Linked DNA regions of Mus musculus: all the other regions are linked to region 3. The links are chromatin contacts, called in public promoter capture Hi-C maps. All regions are on one chromosome and are shown on one strand. The core of a region is the stretch at or near the end of the contact, and the rest is flanking DNA. Distances in the headings are between cores, read along the strand shown. Region 1 holds the start of Sec1 (secretory blood group 1). Region 2 holds the start of Hsd17b14 (hydroxysteroid (17-beta) dehydrogenase 14). Region 3 holds the start of Bcl2l12 (BCL2-like 12 (proline rich)).

The links. Promoter capture Hi-C pulls out the DNA fragments that hold promoters and counts their contacts. Capture Hi-C pulls out chosen DNA fragments and counts their contacts.
Region 1: a contact with region 3 is called in a promoter capture Hi-C map of liver, with 4 times the contacts expected there. The contact joins the promoter of Sec1 here to the promoter of Bcl2l12 in region 3. A contact is called at or near these places in 6 of 39 promoter capture datasets (the C10 cell line, embryonic stem cells, hippocampal neurons and 2 more), 3 of 484 Hi-C or Micro-C datasets (CD4 T cells, myocytes and regulatory T cells), 8 of 115 datasets of contacts at active chromatin or transcription factors (bone marrow-derived macrophages, embryonic forebrain, embryonic limb bud and 5 more) and 3 of 9 other capture datasets (liver, macrophages and pancreatic islet).
Region 2: a promoter capture Hi-C map of adipose tissue shows a contact between it and region 3. The contact joins the promoter of Hsd17b14 here to the promoter of Bcl2l12 in region 3. A contact is called at or near these places in 3 of 39 promoter capture datasets (hippocampal neurons, liver and pre-B cells), 1 of 484 Hi-C or Micro-C datasets (natural killer cells) and 2 of 9 other capture datasets (adipose tissue and pancreatic islet).

The regions. Positions count from the first base shown.
Region 1 is chr7:45,692,818-45,695,716 of GRCm38.p6, reverse strand. Sec1 (secretory blood group 1) reads left to right here and starts at 1,315. Exons shown (of 4, transcript NM_001271578.1): 1 at 1,315-1,743. Ntn5 (netrin 5) reads right to left here. Exons shown (of 7, transcript NM_001358870.1): 7 at 1,161-1,721. The coding sequence ends at 1,327.
Region 2 is chr7:45,553,277-45,556,391 of GRCm38.p6, reverse strand. Hsd17b14 (hydroxysteroid (17-beta) dehydrogenase 14) reads right to left here and starts at 1,464. Exons shown (of 9, transcript NM_025330.3): 1 at 1,326-1,464; 2 at 299-337; 3 at 1-79. The coding sequence starts at 1,413. It overlaps Plekha4 (pleckstrin homology domain containing, family A (phosphoinositide binding specific) member 4), which reads right to left. Exons shown (of 20, transcript NM_001381849.1): 18 at 3,098-3,115; 19 at 2,711-2,823; 20 at 2,163-2,627. The coding sequence ends at 2,365.
Region 3 is chr7:44,996,011-44,998,941 of GRCm38.p6, reverse strand. Bcl2l12 (BCL2-like 12 (proline rich)) reads left to right here and starts at 1,363. Exons shown (of 7, transcript NM_029410.3): 1 at 1,363-1,479; 2 at 1,950-2,064; 3 at 2,256-2,398. The coding sequence starts at 1,958. It overlaps Irf3 (interferon regulatory factor 3), which reads right to left and starts at 1,294. Exons shown (of 8, transcript NM_016849.4): 1 at 1,034-1,294; 2 at 65-237. The coding sequence starts at 229.

The DNA.
Region 1 (2,899 bases), core at 66-2,565, 700 kb before region 3:
TTTCTGGATCTTTCCAGAAACCTTTCGCTTCATCTGGAGTTGCCTTTCTTGCCCCTTCCTTGTGGGCAAATTCCTACTGGAACAAATACAGACTTCAGGAGATTCCGCCCACCCCCACACATACACCATGAACAAATAAAGACTTCAGGAGATCACCCCCACCCCCTGCCCCCCCCCCCCACACACACCATGAAGTCATTTGTCTAGCTGGTGAGGTGAACAGAATTTGTCTTCTTTGAGGTCTGGTGGCCACCTGTGCCACCCCTATTACTGTGCAGGGACAGGCAGGGCTGACATCTGGAGGGGAGGGGAGGGGAGGGGAGGGGTGAGGAGGGGAGGGGAGGGAAGGGAAGGGCCTGGTCGGCAAGTGGTACAGATGTGGATTTCACACCAATTTGCTTCGGCTGCTAGAAACAAAGTTTGAGTCACAAGGAACACATAAGGCTCTCTGCTCTGGGCTTTCATCTTCTACACGCAGGCTCTTGGGTGGGAGGAGCTCCCGCAGCTTGGGTGGTTCCCACAACCCCTGTGAACTTCCTTAACCCTCTCCCCCTGCCCTCAACGCCCACTACCTCTGTATCCTAGCAAGATCTTCCCATCAGCGTGCTCACAGAGAAAGGGAGGCCTCTGGGTATTCAAATAGTAACAGGAAACTCATAGGGTGCTTGCTCTGGGCCAGGCCTGTTCCAAAGCCTTAATGTCGATTAATAGGTTTCAGCTTCAAACTGCACTTGTTAAATAATCCCTGGACTTCCGATCCCCCACCTCCTAAGTGCTGAGAACTGGGCCACCATGGCTCTATCTAGACTATATTTCAAGATTAGATGATAGTCGTCGAAGCCTCCCCCTCGCCCATCAGAATAATAAAATATCTTAAACGCCAAACTTTCTGGATATGAGACTACCGGGCACCTTTGTCAAATTTCTTGCCTTTTCCAGCCATACCTAGTCTATTGTCTTTTGGCTAATCATCAAGCAACACAAATCTTACTAGAACCCAGTTACTCCACGGGAGTCCTTTCACTTCCAAGTACACTGGCCACTTTCTCCCAGGTAATTTATTTAGAACTTAAGCTTGGTGTATCAAGGCCTTTTCGGTTGCCTTGGAAAGACTCTCCCAACACGGATGGGGTGTGTGTGTGTGTGATCTGTAGACACAATTCCACAAGACATGAGCCTTTATTGTGACAAATAACCTATAAGGCTCACAGGTCCAAGCAGTCACTTCCGGTCCCAACGTAGGCAACGTCACATGCGGAGTGGCGTCACGGGCACTGAAGCTTCTGATTGGCTCTGGGGACTCACACCTTACATTAGTAGCTCACTTTAGTTCCTGGGCCCAGGGCTCCGTGTGGGTGGCAGCAGGCCTCGGCAGGCACCTCCGCGCTCCTTCTGCTGCAGTCGCCGCAGCGGCCGGGCCCATCGTGGTCTCCAGGGCAGCGCGAGGCCGTGGCGGTTCAGGATGAGGCGCGCAGGGTCATAGTTGTCGTCGTCGTGGGTCTGCGCAGCACGGCCCAGCAGGAGGTAGTCAGCGCCAGGGCGCAGGCGCAGGCAGCCGCAGATTAGGTCAGCACGTGGCACCCAGGCCTCCTGGCCACCGCGGCGCACGGGCCACGCACGCTGTTTGAACACAGCCAGCACGTGCACGGCCAGCCGCCACCACTCGGGGCCCACCGCCTCAGACGGCTGCGACGACGACGCTGAAACCTGGGCGTGCAGAACTGAGGGAAGACACCACCTCAGGCAAGTGGGAGGCTAGCCCGGAGGAGGGCAGGCCTGATGAAGATGGCACCGTCACGTGGCGGTGGGAAGGGTCAGGCAAGGGCCTAGATTGGTGGTTCTCAGCTTGCGGGTCGTGACCCCCTTGAGGGACTACCCATCTTTTTCACAGTGGTCTCCTTGGACCATTGGGAAAAAGGTATTTACGTTGCAATTCGTTTGCAATTCATAACAGTAGCAACATTACAGATATAAAGTAGCAACGGGAATAATTTTATGGTTGAAAGGGTCACCACAACAGGAGGAACCACATTTGGAAGGTTGAGAACCACTGGTTTAAAGGGAGGCCAGGATCAAAGTTGGGAAGGAGTTATGTTGTGGTTTAGGATGGTGGACGCTGGTGGAATGTGAAGTGGGGGAGGGGAGAAATCCAAGATTGTGCTTGTAAGGGCCATGTGAGTTGCAGGACATGGGGGTGGAGGGTGGGAAATTGGGTGTGTGTGTGTGCGTGCCTAGAAATGGGATCAGGAAGAGTATGTGAAGCAGGGTTTTTAGGGTTGCAGTAAATTAAGAAGGATGAGGGAGGCAGAGGTCCAGAGGGATGCTCACCAGAGATCAGTCAGGGAGAGCATCCTAAGGACGTCAGATAATGCTGGCTGGGACTCTTGGAGTCATGTTCCTATTAACAGTAGCCTCAAGATTCCAGGGTCTCACTAAAATGTCGACGCTGGTCTAGAACTTACTCTGTAGCCTAAGCCAATCCAGAAGTCACTGGCGTCCCTCTGCCTCAGCCCCCTGAGAACTGAAGGTTTTGAGCTTGCACCAGCATGTTAAGCTAAGCCCAGAGCATTAGTGTTACACAGTGAGCCGGTTCCCAGGAGTGGGAGCCTCCAGAGAGGTGGGCCTTGTCAGAAAGGCTCTGGGGTAAACTGGCGGTCCAAAGAATGAATTGAGTGGGAAGGCCTGAGACTCGACTGATGTCACGCTACTGTGAATCAGTGCTGTGGTGTGGAGGGCCAGGAAGACCTCGGGGCTAGTTGCTGGCTAGCAAGGCAGATCTGTGAGTAGGAGAAGCCCCACCTCAAAGACGGGTGACACTGAAGTCAGTTGATGATCCTAGGGGCAAAGCAGCCTGTGCTCTGGGACAGAAAGCGGTGACCAGGAATGGTCCATCCTTTTC
Region 2 (3,115 bases), core at 215-2,714, 560 kb before region 3:
AAATCTCTTTCCTGTGTCACGTCACCGGGGATAAAAACAGTGCCCGAGAGTTCCTGCTCCAGAGCCCGGCCCCCAGCCTCTGCAGGAGAAAGATTTTGGGTCTGAGGAAGGAGAGCTGAGGCTTGGACACCAGAGTCTGAGGGTAGAGGGCTAGGGAAGAGCCCTGGATGGGAGGGAAGAAAGCCAGGACTTGAATTCCTGGGTCCGAGGAAGCAGAGCTGGGTTCAAGGGAGGAGAGCTAGGCGCGGATCCCTTTCGATGGAGGAGGCAAGGGAGAATCGAACACTGAATCACTCACCATCCTTGTCACAGAAAACCACTTGAGCCCCACTGTCCACTGCCAAAAGAAGAGAACAAGGTTACAAGCCCTGCAGACTTTCCTCACCATCTCTGGTGCCCTCTGCTGGCCACCACCCAGAGCACCTGCCACTCCAGCGGCTCTTGTGACTGGCTTCAGTCCTCTTACAAGAGCAGAATCTTGCAACAAATAACCTTTTTCATTAAGCTGCTGTTGGCCCCCATCCTGGATTCTAGAAAAATCCCAAACCGATAGGCAATAATACTCTCAAAGCTATCATTTGCAGCTAGGAACCGATCCAGGGAAGATTTTTTTTTTTATTTTTATATTTTTGAGACAGAGTTGCTCTGTATGGTCCTGGCTGTTCTGAGCTCACTCTGTAGATCAGGCTGGCCTAAAATTCAAGAGATTCGCCTGCCTCTGCCTCCCAAGTGCTGGGATTAAAGGTATATGCCACCACTGCCAGGCCAGTGGAAGAACTTTTTTTTTTTTTTAAGATTTATTTATTTATTATATGTAAGTACACTGTAGCTGTCTTCAGACACTCCAGAAATGCCAGATCTCATTACAGATGGTTGTGAGCCATCATGTGGTTGCCGGGAATTGAACTCAGGACCTTCAGAAGAGCAGTCAGTGCTCTTAACCGCTGAGCCATCTCTCCAGCCCAAGGAAGAGTTTTTAATGACCAACCTATCAGCAAAGACCCAACAATCCAAATGGACTGAGGGACTGGAGAGATGGCTCAGCAGTTAAGAGCACTGGCTGCTATTCCAAAGGACCCAGGTTCATTTCCCAGTGCCCATATGGCAGCTCACAACTGTTTGTAACTCCAGTTCCAAGGGATCTAATACTCTCAGCCAGATTCAACAACAATGCAGAGGAAAATAAAAATAAACAAATCATTTAAGAACAAATAAATCATTACAGAAATGAACCTGAGTCTCCTCCTCCCACTCTGGGAACCTCTGTCAGTCATCCTTTCTCTCCTACAACAATTCAGACAGCAGGCGGGAAGACCCTTACTCACCGAAGGCTCTCACGATCGCAGCCCCGATGCCCCGGCTGCCTCCAGTCACCACCACCACCTTCCCAGAATATCGGGTTACTGCAGCCATCCCCAGCTGTATCCCACGCCCTCTGGACCTCTTCCCACCTCCACAGTCCAGAGAAGCAGTGGGGTGGAACCAGATATACAGGCTGGGTCACTGAAGGCTGACCTTGGGAGGGGGTGTTTCTAGGAAGGCACACCTGGGAGAACTGAGGACTCTCCTTCCTAGCCCTTCTTTTTCAGTCCCAGGGTACCCAAACTGACAGTCCTCCTTCAGACTCAGGGACCCTCACCCCAGCTCTGCCTCCTCAGACTGACTTCAGCCTTGCTCCCTTTGACTTGTTTTTTTTGTTTTGTTTTGGTTTGGTTTGGTTTGGTTTTTCGAGACAGGGTTTCTCTGTATAGCCCTGGCTGTCTTGGAACTCACTTTGTAGACCAGGCTGGCCTGGAACTCAGAAATCCGCCTGCCTTTGCCTCCCAAGGGCTGGGATTAAAGGCGTGCGCCACTACACCCGGCTTTTTTTCTTTTTTTTTTTTTTTTCCTTTGACTTGTAAGACCAGGGCTACTTCTTCTGGCTTGATTCAGGCTCCAGCCTCCTCCCTCAGACCCATATTGTTTGTTTGTTTGTTTGTTTTTCGAGACAGGGTTTCTCTGTATAGCCCTGGCTGTCCTGGAACTCACTCTGTAGATCAGGCTAGCCTCAAACTCAGAAATCCACCTGTCTCTGCCTCCCAAGTGCTGGGATAAAAGGCGTGTGCCACCACTGCAGATTGGGCCCTTACCCTTGTTTGTCAGAACACAATGTCACAACCACAGAGAGAATAAAAGCTATTTATTGACTAATAGTTCAAAGTTTTCATCCAATTTTGGACAGTGTTGGGAAAATCAATCTTTGACCATAGCGGCCCTGGCCCTCCTAGAATACATGCTGGAATGAACCTCTCCCCTGTGGTCCTGAATGGTCCCACACCTCAAAGTTGTGCTTCCAGCTTGTAGGGCTCAGTATAAAGATGGGAGTCAAAAGCTGGACTGCAGCAGAGTGACTCTGAAGGGCCATGCCCCCTCTTCCTGGGTCAGAGCTGGAGGGGCCTTCCCAGGGTCCCACCTGGCCTCCCATGGGGCCAGGCCTCTCCGGCTGCCTTGGCATGAGAACCCTGTGGTAGCAGAAGTAGCCTTGTGAGGAGCTGGGGACGAGGTGACCTGGGGCAGTTCTTCACTGGGAGGCTGTGGGCTTGGCTGGAGACAGTCTCCCCTGGTATCCAAATTTCTGCCTGGAGAGGCTAAAGGGATAAGGAGCAGTGTTAACTTAATCACGTGACATCCACACTTCCAGGCTTCCTCCCTCAGAGCCTGGGCGCCTCACCTGCCATCAGCCTGTGCCACTGGGAAGCCTCTGTAGCTAGAGCCTGGGAGAGGCTGAGCACTCGCTCCCGGTGGCCTCCAGGTACTGGTGAGCAGGTTGCAGAGTGCCTGGGACTACAGAAAATAAGCCACGGGTGTCACACAGGCCACTGGGGCTCGCTGGGAGTTCTTCCTAGCGGGTATCTATCTAGAGGACTTTAAGCTCAGGCTCTCTGCATTTATTACCAGTAGACCAGCAGTGAGGTCACCATTACAGTAGGAACCGCTGGGTCTGATACAGGCCACAGGAGCTCTGCTATTACTGACCAGGCATGAGGGGCTTCCTGGCTATGATAACACCACTGCCTCTGCCCCTCCCCCATTGCCACTCCCCACACTAGAGCCATACCTACTCCAGGACCCAGAA
Region 3 (2,931 bases), core at 114-2,613:
TATCCCACCCCCTGCCCTGGTCCAGCCACACCCAGAAATGCGTCTGAAATCTTTCCCCCAGCACCTGGAAGATGCCAAAGTCAGCCATCTGTGCGTCCTGCCGTAGGCCATGCTTCCACGGGATCCTGAACCTCGTTCGGCTCTCGTCCAGCCAGGCCACGCCTTCCAGCTGCCCCAGGTCCAGCTGTGACACCAGCCAGGGCAAAATCCGCGGTTTCGGGGTTTCCATGCTCTAGCCTGCGCACCACAGGACAGTTCCTGAGCCTGTCTGTCACGGGGCAAATGCACTCAAACCTCTCCGACCCGCCACAACACAGGTCTTCCTTCACCATTGTGTACAAACGGGAAACTCCTTCCCACCTTTCCAAATCCAACGGGACCGCCTCTCCTACCCCCCAGAGTCTTCTATATGAACTCTACCCATAGGTTCCTTCCCTTTTCTAAATGTAAACTCCTATTATCCAAAGCTGGCACCCTATTTCAAGAGTGGAGTCCTCTTTCCCTCGTCTTTAAAGGATCCTAACTGCTCTCACAACCGCCTCACCCTTGCAGAAAACCCTTACTCATTTCCAGAGTCTTTTCCCAGGTGCTGTCGCTTCTTCTGTTTTTTTGTTTTTTGTTCCTATATTGTTTTTACGGATGTTTGAGACAGGGTCTTAGTATGTAGCATAGGCTGTCCTTGAACTTGCTATGTAGCCAAGGCTGGTCTTCAACTCACTCTGTGGCCCTGGCTGGCCTCGAATGCACTCTGTAACCCAGGCTACCCTCAAACTTATTCAGTAGCTCAGGCTGGTCTTCAAATCGCTTAACCCATGTTGGTCTGGCGCTCATTCTGTCGTCCAGCCTGGCCTGGAGCTCACTGGCCTTGAACTTACAGCAATCTTTACTGCCTCCAGCCTGGATGCTGAGACTGCAGGCTTCCGTCTACAACGCGTGGCCATTCTGCTTTTCGGTAGCCGAGCTTCTGAGCGACAGGTTTGCCCGATCCTGCGCCCTGAGGCCGCCACCCTCCCGGCTCTTCCGCGTTACCTACCAGGGGAGGAATTGGGCGCCCGTGCGGCGCGGGTGCCAGCAGTGGTTTTGGGGCTCCCAAACAGTAGTTCTGAGACTCGCAGCCACGCAACCCCCTTCTTTGTCAGCTAAGCCTCCGAGCGCTGGGACTTCCTTTTCTAACGATATTTTGAGATATAAAAAGTTTTTCTCAACATTGACGAAATAAAGTCAAGAAATCCCGGAGCGCACTTCGGCTTAGCAGGCCTAACTCCCTCAAATGCCCTTTTTTGGCCTTCCGCCTACAGGCATGCTGGGAACGCCATATGCAAATGACCGCAAAAGAAGGCTCCACCCCTTCGACGTTGGGGCGGTTGCCGTGTCGGCCCAGTGCGCAGGCGTGGGAAAGTTGAACTTCCGAAGTAAAAGTTTGTAGAAATTGTGAGAAAGCGTGTACGCCAGTGCGACGGGGACACAACCGCGAGCCAGGTGAGCTGGGTGCCAGGGAGGGGACAGGGTTGCAGGAAAGGCCACAGCCAGTCCTGCCAAGCTGTGACTTCCAAGCACCCGGGGTCTCCCGGTGCACGCCAGAGGTAAAATTGGAACTACATCTCCCAGCAGACTGCTCGGTGAAAAGTGGGGAAATCGGACCAGCGTTTGCCGCAAAGCATACTAGGATTAGTAGTTCCCTATTCTCTACGGTCTTCGAGCCTTCTTTGGCGCTGCTAGCTGAGAGGGAACTCCAAACCCCCTTCCCGCTCCTTCCTGCAAGAGTTCAAGCACTCATTTACCTCCTTTCTTAGACTCAGTAATTCAGACCGTTTCTCCTCAACTGAATCAACTGCCCCACTGGCCCTTAAAAACCACCTTTTCCTTGGAGTTAGGCGCCCTCTTCATTCAGTGATTCAGAAGTTTGAGTTATCCCTGCACTTGGGTGCATCCTCTGTCTTCTGCCTCAGGTACCCCCATGGCCGGCTCTGAAGAGTTGGGTCTCCGAGAGGACACACTGAAGGTTCTGACGGCCTTCCTTAAGCGCGGTGAAGTCGCTGGGTCCCCTGTCCCAACTCCACCCAGGTGAGTTCCACTCCCCCAGCGTCAGCCTTTGATGGGAAGATCTTCCTGAGTCTTGTGGTCCAAACCTATCTACTCCCATCAGACCTAACTCCATGTGCCTGGGCTGAGTTTCAAGAGTGATCTTCCATGAAAGGATGAAGGGATCACTTGCCCAGACCCCTTCGGGATAACTCCGAGGTTCTTGTCCCTAGGAGTCCTGCCCAAGAGGAGACAACAGATTTCCTGAGCCGCCTCCGAAGATGCCTCCCTTGTCCCCTGGGGAGAGGAGCTCCCCCCACGGAGTCCTCTAGGCCCCACTTCCTTCCCCTCCGCCCCTGCTATGGTTCCGAGCCTGGTAAGAGATTTATTCAGGTCACTTGTGAAACTTTCAGGGCTAGGAGTTTTGGTTCCAAAAAATCCAGACAGGACCCATTATAAAGTCAACACGGTTCAGCTTCAGCACAAGCCATAACCATTTCAAGTCTTTGTCACACCTCTTTCTAGCGGGTAAGTGTAAGTGTTTGTGCTTGGATAGGAGGTACCCTGGGGCTCCAAAGCCCGGGAAGCATGCAGCTCTGAAGGGAGAAGGGGTCCCAGTGCAAGGGATGCCTGAGACTGGGGGCCCAAGAGCCACACAGCGCTGAGGTGGGACGTGTCCCGATGGAGGGGTATCCTGAGACATGGGGGCCAGGACCCTTACAGCTTTGAGAGGAAGTCTCCTCAGCAGAGGCATTGTGGCTCCCAAGGGAGTAGAGCCTCAGCACCGCTCCACTTCTTTGCTTCCTGGCTTCTTCCGATGAGAGAGTCACACCAGGCAGAAAATCTCATGAAAGAGATTTGTTGGAGAGTCCAGAGTGGAGTGAGGACACCATGGCTGGCCGCCCTCTG